Linked DNA regions of Zea mays: regions 1 and 3 are each linked to region 2. Evidence: chromatin contacts called from public Hi-C and HiChIP or PLAC-seq data. All regions are on one chromosome and are shown on one strand. The core of a region is the stretch at or near the end of the contact, and the rest is flanking DNA. Distances in the headings are between cores, read along the strand shown.

What was found. A called contact is a pair of places that touch in the nucleus more often than the background predicts. HiChIP or PLAC-seq counts read pairs in DNA pulled down with a chosen protein or histone mark.
Region 1: a contact with region 2 is called in a Hi-C map of tassel, with 5 times the contacts expected there. The contact joins the promoter of LOC100194337 here to the promoter of LOC103637883 in region 2. A contact is called at or near these places in 8 of 25 Hi-C or Micro-C datasets (bundle sheath, ear, endosperm and 3 more) and 1 of 3 datasets of contacts at active chromatin or transcription factors (leaf).
Region 3: an H3K4me3 HiChIP or PLAC-seq map of leaf shows a contact between it and region 2, with 5 times the contacts expected there. The contact joins the promoter of LOC100281649 here to the promoter of LOC103637883 in region 2. A contact is called at or near these places in 4 of 25 Hi-C or Micro-C datasets (bundle sheath, ear, leaf and 1 more) and 1 of 3 datasets of contacts at active chromatin or transcription factors (leaf).

The regions. Positions count from the first base shown.
Region 1 is chr9:8,970,613-8,973,434 of Zm-B73-REFERENCE-NAM-5.0, forward strand. It overlaps LOC100194337, which reads right to left and starts at 1,262. Exons shown (of 1, transcript NM_001139373.2): 1 at 540-1,262. The coding sequence starts at 1,193. The coding sequence ends at 855.
Region 2 is chr9:9,206,470-9,209,637 of Zm-B73-REFERENCE-NAM-5.0, forward strand. It overlaps LOC103637883, which reads left to right and starts at 1,848. Exons shown (of 7, transcript XM_008660903.4): 1 at 1,848-2,240. The coding sequence starts at 2,056.
Region 3 is chr9:9,017,692-9,020,801 of Zm-B73-REFERENCE-NAM-5.0, forward strand. LOC100281649 reads right to left here and starts at 1,613. Exons shown (of 1, transcript NM_001154568.2): 1 at 874-1,613. The coding sequence starts at 1,502. The coding sequence ends at 1,080.

The DNA.
Region 1 (2,822 bases), core at 12-2,511, 240 kb before region 2:
TCAGGAGTTTGGTGATGATCTAGTGGAAATAAAATTATAGGTGGCCTAACTCAATATGTAAGTGATTGGAGTGACAAAGAATCAACTCGTAAAAAGCACTTAATGCTTGTACGAATCAGATATGAGGCACATCCTTCGCCAGTGCTCCAATAAAACTAGTGAAGAGTATCGATCCTATTCTTACATTACTAATTATCAGAACATGAATGCAATTTAAGATGCAAAACTTTTATGACAAAATAGATAATATTTAGTCACAGGGGGCAAAGTGGACTATCTTATATAATTTAATTGTTATGATAAATTTAAGATTAGACTAATTCAGTCATGTCTTGGACATCTAATATGTTTACGGAAATTTCGGGTGCCCCTTCCTGAACTCAGCCATAGTTAGCACAATTCTATTGCATTTTAGAGTGCAAATTGCACGAGTCGTTCGGCTAGCTATCCATAGAATCGCCACAGAATAGCCAAGTGCAACTGCTGCAATTTGAAGCCAGTACATGAAGAACGCAAACGCGAGTTAACAAAGCAGGACAGAAGTAAAAGGACCATTGATCAATCTGAAACATTAAGTTTAAAGTCTGAAACACGATGTTTAAAGTTTTAAGTCCGAAACACGAAATTTAAAGTCTGCGACACGAAGTTTGAAGTCTCAACAAATGCGTCTCGAGACGACGCAGAAACACTTTCAGTCAACTCTCTGCAGTGCGACATTTCCACAAACACGTAGCGTGCGCTGCCATGGACCGTGAGGCAGCGACAACGGAAGAGGTCACTACCTCACCGCTAGACATGCGACCACAGGACCGTAGAACCAAACCGCGGAGAAGAAGATTCCTCGAGAGAGCACGCTACTGGTCCTCGGCGGCGGCGGCAGGCGCAGGGTGGGCGGTGAAGATGCGGCGGAGGTGGGACGCGAGAGCGCCGGACGAGTCGGCGCCCGCCTCCGTGCGGAGCGCGTCCTGGAGGTCCCGCATGCGGTGGGAGAGGCCGTCGCGCTGGCGGCGGAGGTCGGCGTTGTCGGCGGCGAGGTCGTGGAGGAGGTGCTTCTGGCCCAAGGTCCGCAGGCTCACCAAGAGGACGCCCGTCATGAGGAACAGCTGCACGAACGCATGCTTGTTCTTGGCCGCGTTCTGCAGCAGCCCCGGCGGGTTCCGGCCCCCGAAGCCGTTGCGGGTGACGTCCGCCATCTTTGCCTGCGAGGTTGGACTGGACTCAGTCCGGGGGGGGGGGGGGGGGGGGGGGTGGATCTGGGTTTGGGGACGCGCTACTCTTCTTCCCGTTCGACCAGAAGGCGTCAAGTAACGCGGCGAGCGGCGACTAGCCGACTACAGTACCAGCACGGCCCACATGTAAGTGCAGCATCTTTCGAGTTCGAGGTAGAGCAAGCCACGCGCGATTCTGGGTTTTATTCTTTCGTCTGGCCCATTGTCTATGGCCCAAACACAAGCCCACTCGCCTCAGTTCCCACACCGCTGCTCCCCATACAGCGCACATAGAAGCAGTCCGGCGGCGCGGGAAAATTGCTTTGGTCTCCCGCGTCTCCCCGCGCGCACACAACCGCTGCTCGATCTCTCCCCGCCCGCAGCGACGGCGCAGGTCATTAGCGGTCGCAGTGAGAAGCTCGGTGACGCACGCCGTCACGGAAAGCGGCGCGGCAGGTACACTCGGCTCACGAAAACCGCTGCTGGATCTCTCCCCAACACATGGATGTCGTTCCCGATATGACTCAGACTCAAATACTCAATGCCACCGCGCATCCGTCTCTGCGCATCCGTGTCTGTACTGTCCTTCTTTATCTCGAATCCAATTTTCCCAATCAACCTTCATGGCTTCAATACGAGGTTGCGTTCTTCACCCATTTTTCCATGCTCGCGAGATTTCAGAGACGGGGTGAGCTTGCGTGTATGAGTCGCCGCTCAGTCAGAACATGGCTTCCACCACGAGATGGCTCAAGTAACCTAAGTCTTCAGCGTGTTCCGCGCCATAAAAGCAGCGGAGTAACAGAAGGTGTTCACTATTTTTTTCAGTTTTCGTCTAGGTTGATAACTAATGTCTGATGGTGTTTTGTGCAAGAATCAGGGGGGGGGGGGGGGGGGGGGGGGGGTGCACAAGCAAATCCAGTGATTGGTTCTTCAAAAGGACTATATTTCGAAACTAGAAAAAGCATTGAAACTTATTCCTATATGCACTGTTGATACAGGATTGCCTCTTTGACGTCTTGAGAGATGAGGGGGGAGTGGAGGAGAAGAGCAGAATGGGAGGACCGCTCCTATCGGCCAGGTGACTTAGGGGGTGTTTGGTTTCTAGGGACTAATGTTTAGTCCCTTCATTTTATTCCTTTTTAATATATAAATTGCTAAATATAGAAACTAAAATAAAATTTTAGTTTCTATATTTGGTAATTTTGGAACTAAAATGGAATAAAATATAGGGACTAAACATTAGTCCCTAGAAACCAAACACCCCCTTACAAAGCAATCACTGTGTAGGGAGTTCTATTTCATTCGATGCCCCGTGCAATGTAAATGATAACGGTAATGATTTACGCTCGATTACCAGCTGTAATAAGTTTGAATAGGTCGGTATCAATTTTTAGTACGGTATCCAATTATGGTTGGACTTAAACAAACTTAATTTAAGGTTATCAGTTATCCATTACGTTACAAATACATGAACCAAACGACACCTTAAGGGCCCCTTTGGTACAACTCTTAGGATGGCTCCTCCTCTGGCTCATCGTGAAGCTGTACCAAATAGTCCAAAAAAAAAACAGCTCCTCGTCAAGAGCTGTCAAAGCGCTAGAGCTATTTTATGCC
Region 2 (3,168 bases), core at 598-3,097:
CTATAAAAGGAAGGTCCAAGGCCCTCGTACAAAAAGGTGGCCGCGCGGGAGGACGGGCTGACGAACGAGGCTCTCTCCCTCTCTCGCGAACGCTTGTAACCCCCTACTGCAAGCGCATCCGCCCTGGGCGCAGGATAACACGAAGCCGCGGTTTTCCCCCTTGTGTTCCATCTCGCGCCGACCCATCTGGGCTGGGATACGCAGCGACAATTTACTCGTCGGTCCAGGGACCCCTCCGGGGTCGAAACGCCGACATTAACGAGCCAACTCGTGAGCTAAACGAGCTATCAAATTTCACCAAAACAAAACTATATGCATATCATTTATGTAACAATTGATAAACATATTATATGTATGTGTGGTGTTTATGGCCTATAAGTTAAACTAGTTGTTGATGAATTATGTCTATGTGTTAAATTGGTCCATGCGAACATATGTGTGGGCTAAACTGATAAACATGTGTGTGGATAAGGAATAGATGAGTGATGAATTGTGTTAATTTGATGTTAATTGATGCGGCCTTTAAAATTATGAGTATAATTACTATTTTCTATTGTTAAACTAGTTTAAAATTAACGAGAAATTGATTATATATATATATTATTTTTTCGTGTTCTGGCTCACGAGCTAAACGAGCTAGCTCGAGGTAACCGAACCGAGCCGAGCCGAGCTAATTCTATATCTCATTAACTTAACGAGTCGAATCAAGCTAATTCGTTAACGAGCTAGTTCGATATCGAGCCCTAGGCCCACGAGCTCTCCCTTCCCTTTGTTTAGCGCGTACAGGGCGGCGCTACAGCCGCAGCGCTAGACGGTAAAGGTCCCCTTGCATGGTTTTACCTGCACGTCAATATTTATTAGATAGAGAAAAAATGATAATGATTCAAAAGTATGGATATAAGATGGTATTTTATGGTTTTAGTGAGATATAAAGGGAATATTTAGAGGGAACCGTTGTGTGACATAAAAAATAGACGTGGAATTTTGACGACGTGGCTGGCATAAAAGTAGGGATATAGAGGAGAAAATTTAGAAAGAACTGATGCGAACAATCTTATACCATAAATATGTTTTAACTATTTTAGAGCTTGTTCAGTTAGAGATGGATCACTTCAAACCGAACAAGCTTTTAGGGTTTAGTTTGAGTACTCTAGTATTGACTTCAATCCACATATGTTGAGGTGGATTGGGATATAATCCGTCTCAACACATGTGGATTAAGATCAATATTAGAGTACCCAAAATTACACCCTATCCATCTCAACACATGTGGATTGAGGTCAATATTAGTGTATCCAAACAAAGCTAGAAAGTGTTTGGTTCCATCCAATTAAAGTTGAGTCCCTGTCATATCAAATAGTTGAATGAAAACATTAGGTATTAAATATAGTTACTAAACCCTAAACCCTATAATTATAAAACTAATGAAGATTAAAAGACGAAACACATTTATTAAATCAAATTAAACTTATATTAATACTTGTAATTAATATTTAAATATTTGATGTGACATGAAAACTTTAGACATGAACCGAACATCCCAGTTAGGCTATCTACAATAAGTCATCTATTTCATCTCATATCTCATTCCTTATTTTAAACTTCACTATACAAACAGTATCAAATAATATTATCTATAATTACACGTCCCTTTTTTACGCTGCCTACCAGTGAACTTGTGATGACTCGACCGATTTTGTATTTATGCTGATTTTATATGGTTTTTACTGTAACGATTTTTATACCAGTCGGATGGAAAATTAGAGTGTTTGGTAGTCCGTAGAAAAAATACAAACAAACCGGGCACTCTTTACACCGCGGCACGGCGTACAAGCAAACTCCGAAACCACAGAAAAATGGGCGCTCGAGTAATCCTCGAAAAAGAAAACAAAATCCGCAACAAACCAAACGCGTTCCCGTCTGGCCGTCGCCGTCTCCTCCACCCCTCACCTCCTTCTCTCAACCAGAACAACCAAGTGAAACCGCGCAAACCCTTGCTCCGATCCCCCTCTCCTCGGTCTCCTCGACGGAAGTAGTAGAGCAGGGGCCGAGGCCATGTGGCCCGGCTGCGGTGGGCGGTTCTACTGGGCGCCGGAATCGGCGCCGCCGGGGCAAGCGAGGGGTGTCGCGGTCTTGTTCGCGTGGGTGTGGAGCGACGAGGCGCAGCTGCGGCCGTTCGTTGAGCTGTACTCCTCGCTCGGGTGGCGCTGCCTCGTCTGCCACCCCGACCTCGTCGCGCTGTGAGTGCCGCCTTGCCGTTACTCATTTGGACTTATGGAGGCGCGCGGATGTAGCTCTATAGCTTCTACTTGTATCCTGACCTGCCTCTGCGGATATACCTATGCCTGGGTTTAATTTCAGAGATTGCTTACTAGTTTGTGCCTGCAGAAATCGCGAGGCAGGAAGATTTAGGTTTGGCCACTTATTTTATTTTTGCGGCAAGCAGATTGGTTCGGCATGGTACTTAGCTGAGTTGTGTTAAAGTTTGGCAACTCCCTTTAGATTAATCACTGGGTGTTAATATCCCTAGTCTTAAGGTTGATATATTTGTGCAGTTTTTACTGTTTGCTCTGTATTGATGTCATTTTAGCAATCCCTTCTGTTTGGCTTTTAGTCATGGTCGTCTTAGTTAAGTTACTGATTACAGGATGACAAAGATGTTTTGATTGTGGTAATTAGGATTAAATCATTGCATTTCAAGGTTTGACTAATTTTCAAATACTTTACAAAGCATAGAGAATGTGTTGTAATGTTATAACTCCTGTTGATCTTCAGCCATAAGTTCCTATCATTGATCCAACATGTCCTTATCCCTTTTTCACTTCTTTTGCTTTTATGTGTTGACAGAGGCTAAAATCATATATGCATGGGTTCAATATGTAGCTGGGTCTATCCAAACATTTTTGGTGCTTCAATAACGTGCAGCTGAATGCTGGAAGCTTTATAATTATTTTTGTAACCAATTTGAACGCAATAGAACAATTCTGATTGAATAGCACCAGCGTGCTGATTATCATCATATTAGTGCTCAAGCTAGAAGGGTTTTATCGGCAGCATTTAATTCACAGGTGGAGCGGGAAACTTTTCCCATGGACCTTTAAGCAATAATGCAATGCATAGGGTTTTTTACATATTTAGAAATGGCACCTGTTGAACCTTACTTCGAAT
Region 3 (3,110 bases), core at 363-2,862, 190 kb before region 2:
TTCTAATGTCTTTCTTGAGGTGTTGATCTTCTTGAACACCAGTATGCCTTCGTCCAAGTGCATGTTGCATCCTTTAACTATATACATAAACACTAGAATAAAATGTTATTCCAAATGGTTATGTTGATCATCAAACATCAAAACTCAAATATCAAATGGAACCTGGTCCATTTTTCTTACATCCAGTCGAGCCATTTTTGACGTCAATCCATAGGGTTAGATCTATATGTTCAGGTTGGACATACACACTTCCTCCCACGGGGTTCAGAAGTTCTAAACTTTCCCGAGATTGAATTCATTCTACATAGAGGGCATACATAAAGGCGCATTAGGAATATCAGGTTAGAAGTACCATCGGAACTAGGAGGTGAGATAGAGTGATGAGGTCTTGGTGCTCAGTTGTGTTTGAGCTCGTAATATTTTTCACCTTTGTGTTCATTAATCGATGAGTAGTAAGACAACGTAGGGCATTATGCATACTGCGACATGGACCTCTGTAATTGTCCATGTGTTGGCTTCTAGTCATGCTTAGGTTCAAAAGGACCACCTACTGACCTACCTACGCCCTCATCCCTCCTAGTCCTAGATAGTCAGCCATTATTGCTGTAATATCCTCTACTTCTGGTAAATCTCAAAACTGTAAACCTAACTACAGTCTTTGTTTTTTTTTATTTTCTGTACATGATTTGTTGAATAGAGGAACGGAGTTTGCAGAAACATATGTTCATGTGCGCACTGTGCATTGTCCAAAGAAAATGTCAGCTGGCGGCAAACTGGCTTGAGATTACTCGACGGTGTCGGATTCCTTGCGAAATGCAAAGTATCCGTCAGTCCATCATCCCAGACTTTAAACACGCTTGGCACATGAAATTAACCCAAAATATCAGTATACCATCCCAGCTGTGTATCACATATCATACGGGGTGCGGCGGCGGCAGGTAGAGAAGCATTGAGGTATAGATAGCTTGATACAAACAAGTTCATTCCACGTATGACGCGCCGATCGAGAGTATCATTCTTTCGTAGTGTGCTACAACCTTCGTCCTTCATGTCGATGGCCTATATAGCTATACGACTAGCTAGTTGTCGTAGATGCGGCACTCCTCGGAGTCCGGGTTGTCCTTGCAGTACTTCTCGAGCGGGTCGTTGGCGTTGGTCTCCTTGAGGCTGTCGCGGGCGTGGCTGGCCGTGGCGCTGAGCTCCTCCACCTCGTCCCACGCCGCCGCGCACTCGGCGTCGCCCTTCTGGTCGTCCGCGCACGTCTCCTCCGCCTGCTTGATGCTCTCCGACACCTTGTCGGAGATCTCCGGCGGCGTGGCCGGCCCGCTGGACCGCACGGCGACCAACCGCCCGCCGCCGCGGCGCGCCGCCGCGGGGAACCAGACGACGCGCTTGGCGCCCGCCCTCCTCGGGACGACGATCAGCACGTCGCCGCCGCCCGCCGCCGCGAAGGTCGTCGTCGTCACCGGGACAGAGAGGCTCGCCACCGTCGACGCCGCCATTATTATTCCTGTCTTGGCTAGCTTATAGCTTCCTGCGTCACGGTCACGATCGAACGAACTCGATCTTCTGCGTGTGTGATCGTCGTCGGGTGGGTGTGGTGTAGTGTAGTGTAGTGCTTCGCGGTTGGCGTCTTGCGCTGGGGAGGACGAGGTTGATATATAGCTTGGTTCGTCGACGGGCGGGGCGTTTCCGTGCACTCGTTTCTTATCGGCTGCGCTGGCCACTCGCTCGCTGTGGAAGGGCAAAGCGTACGTGGCTTGCATTTGCATGGGATATTTTGCTCTCGTTCGGTGCGCAAGCGTTTGCACGGTATTACGCGTCTAGTTTTGTGCTTGGAAAGTTGGTGTAGAACACGGTAGATATTCGACGCCAGGTCCGTGTTGCGCCGCTTGTCGTAGAAAAGGGTGAACTCGATGCGACCAAAACAAGAGCTCGTTTTCAGGAGATGAGCCAAATAAATATCTGAGATATTGTCGCAGGCGGTGCGGGTCGGAGTAACAGACAAATACAAATTTCTAGATATACTTATTTGGATAATTTGGTATATATATATATACCTACTCTTTCTCAAAAATAGATGTCGTTTGCATAACTAATTATATTCGTTATGTATGCATCATAGGTTTCAATAAATTTTTTTGTACACTTCGTGTAGAATATTCAACGACGAATCATCAGTATTCCATATTTTTTATCGGCAGACGGGAGGGAGCACTGTGTGATTTGAGTTGTGGTACTCAAGGATAACGTAAGGATGCGGAATTGCGGATGCATGTCTGGCTGACAATAATCCAAACAGTAGTGCACGGAACGGGAGGAGTGCTACTATAGGCAGCCAAGACTAGTGGATGCGTGGACCCAGAACCTCCGACCGGAGTCCTGATTATTAGGCCCAATCATTGACAGCTTTCGTAAAAGGAGATGTGACCTCTATTGTTTACTAGTGACTAGCCTAATTACCCGTGCTACGGCAGGAGGGGCACGGAACTTGGAGAGGAGCAAGAGCACATCCCCGGGGAAGAGCACGTCGACGGGGGCGAAGAAGCCGACGCGCGCGAAGCCCAGCAACGCTGCGCGGTCTTCCTTGCCACGATTCCCCACTTGCCGACGCCCATGAAGAAGACAATGCCCGGCGCGTCGAGCACGAACGCCGCCGACTGCGACATGTCCAGGCAGTCGAAGAAGTGGTCAGCTATGATAATGAGATCTCAATTTTACGCTATAAGATCTAATGATCTGATTAGGTTAGGATTAATCTCTATTTCTATTTATTTTTAAATTAAAATTTATTCAGGGCCCTAAATTTTGTAAAAGACTATTTAGATCATGATTCATTACCACCCCTAGGTCCAGGTGCCCGTGCTACGCGGAGATGAGCGGCGTCGGGTCAGACGCCGACACCGTGGCGTGCCCTTGCGGGGTGCATTATTCTGCCGAGACCAACACCGAGAGGGAGTCCATGGGCGGGTACAAATGCGGCGAGTGATGGGGACAGGGCGTCGGGCTTACAGAGGGAGGGGAGGCGGCGGAGTGAGTGATGAGAGAGGGAGGATGATCCAAATAATATTGGTCATCGGATTTGAGCGACGAAGGGCAAGGGCCGATCT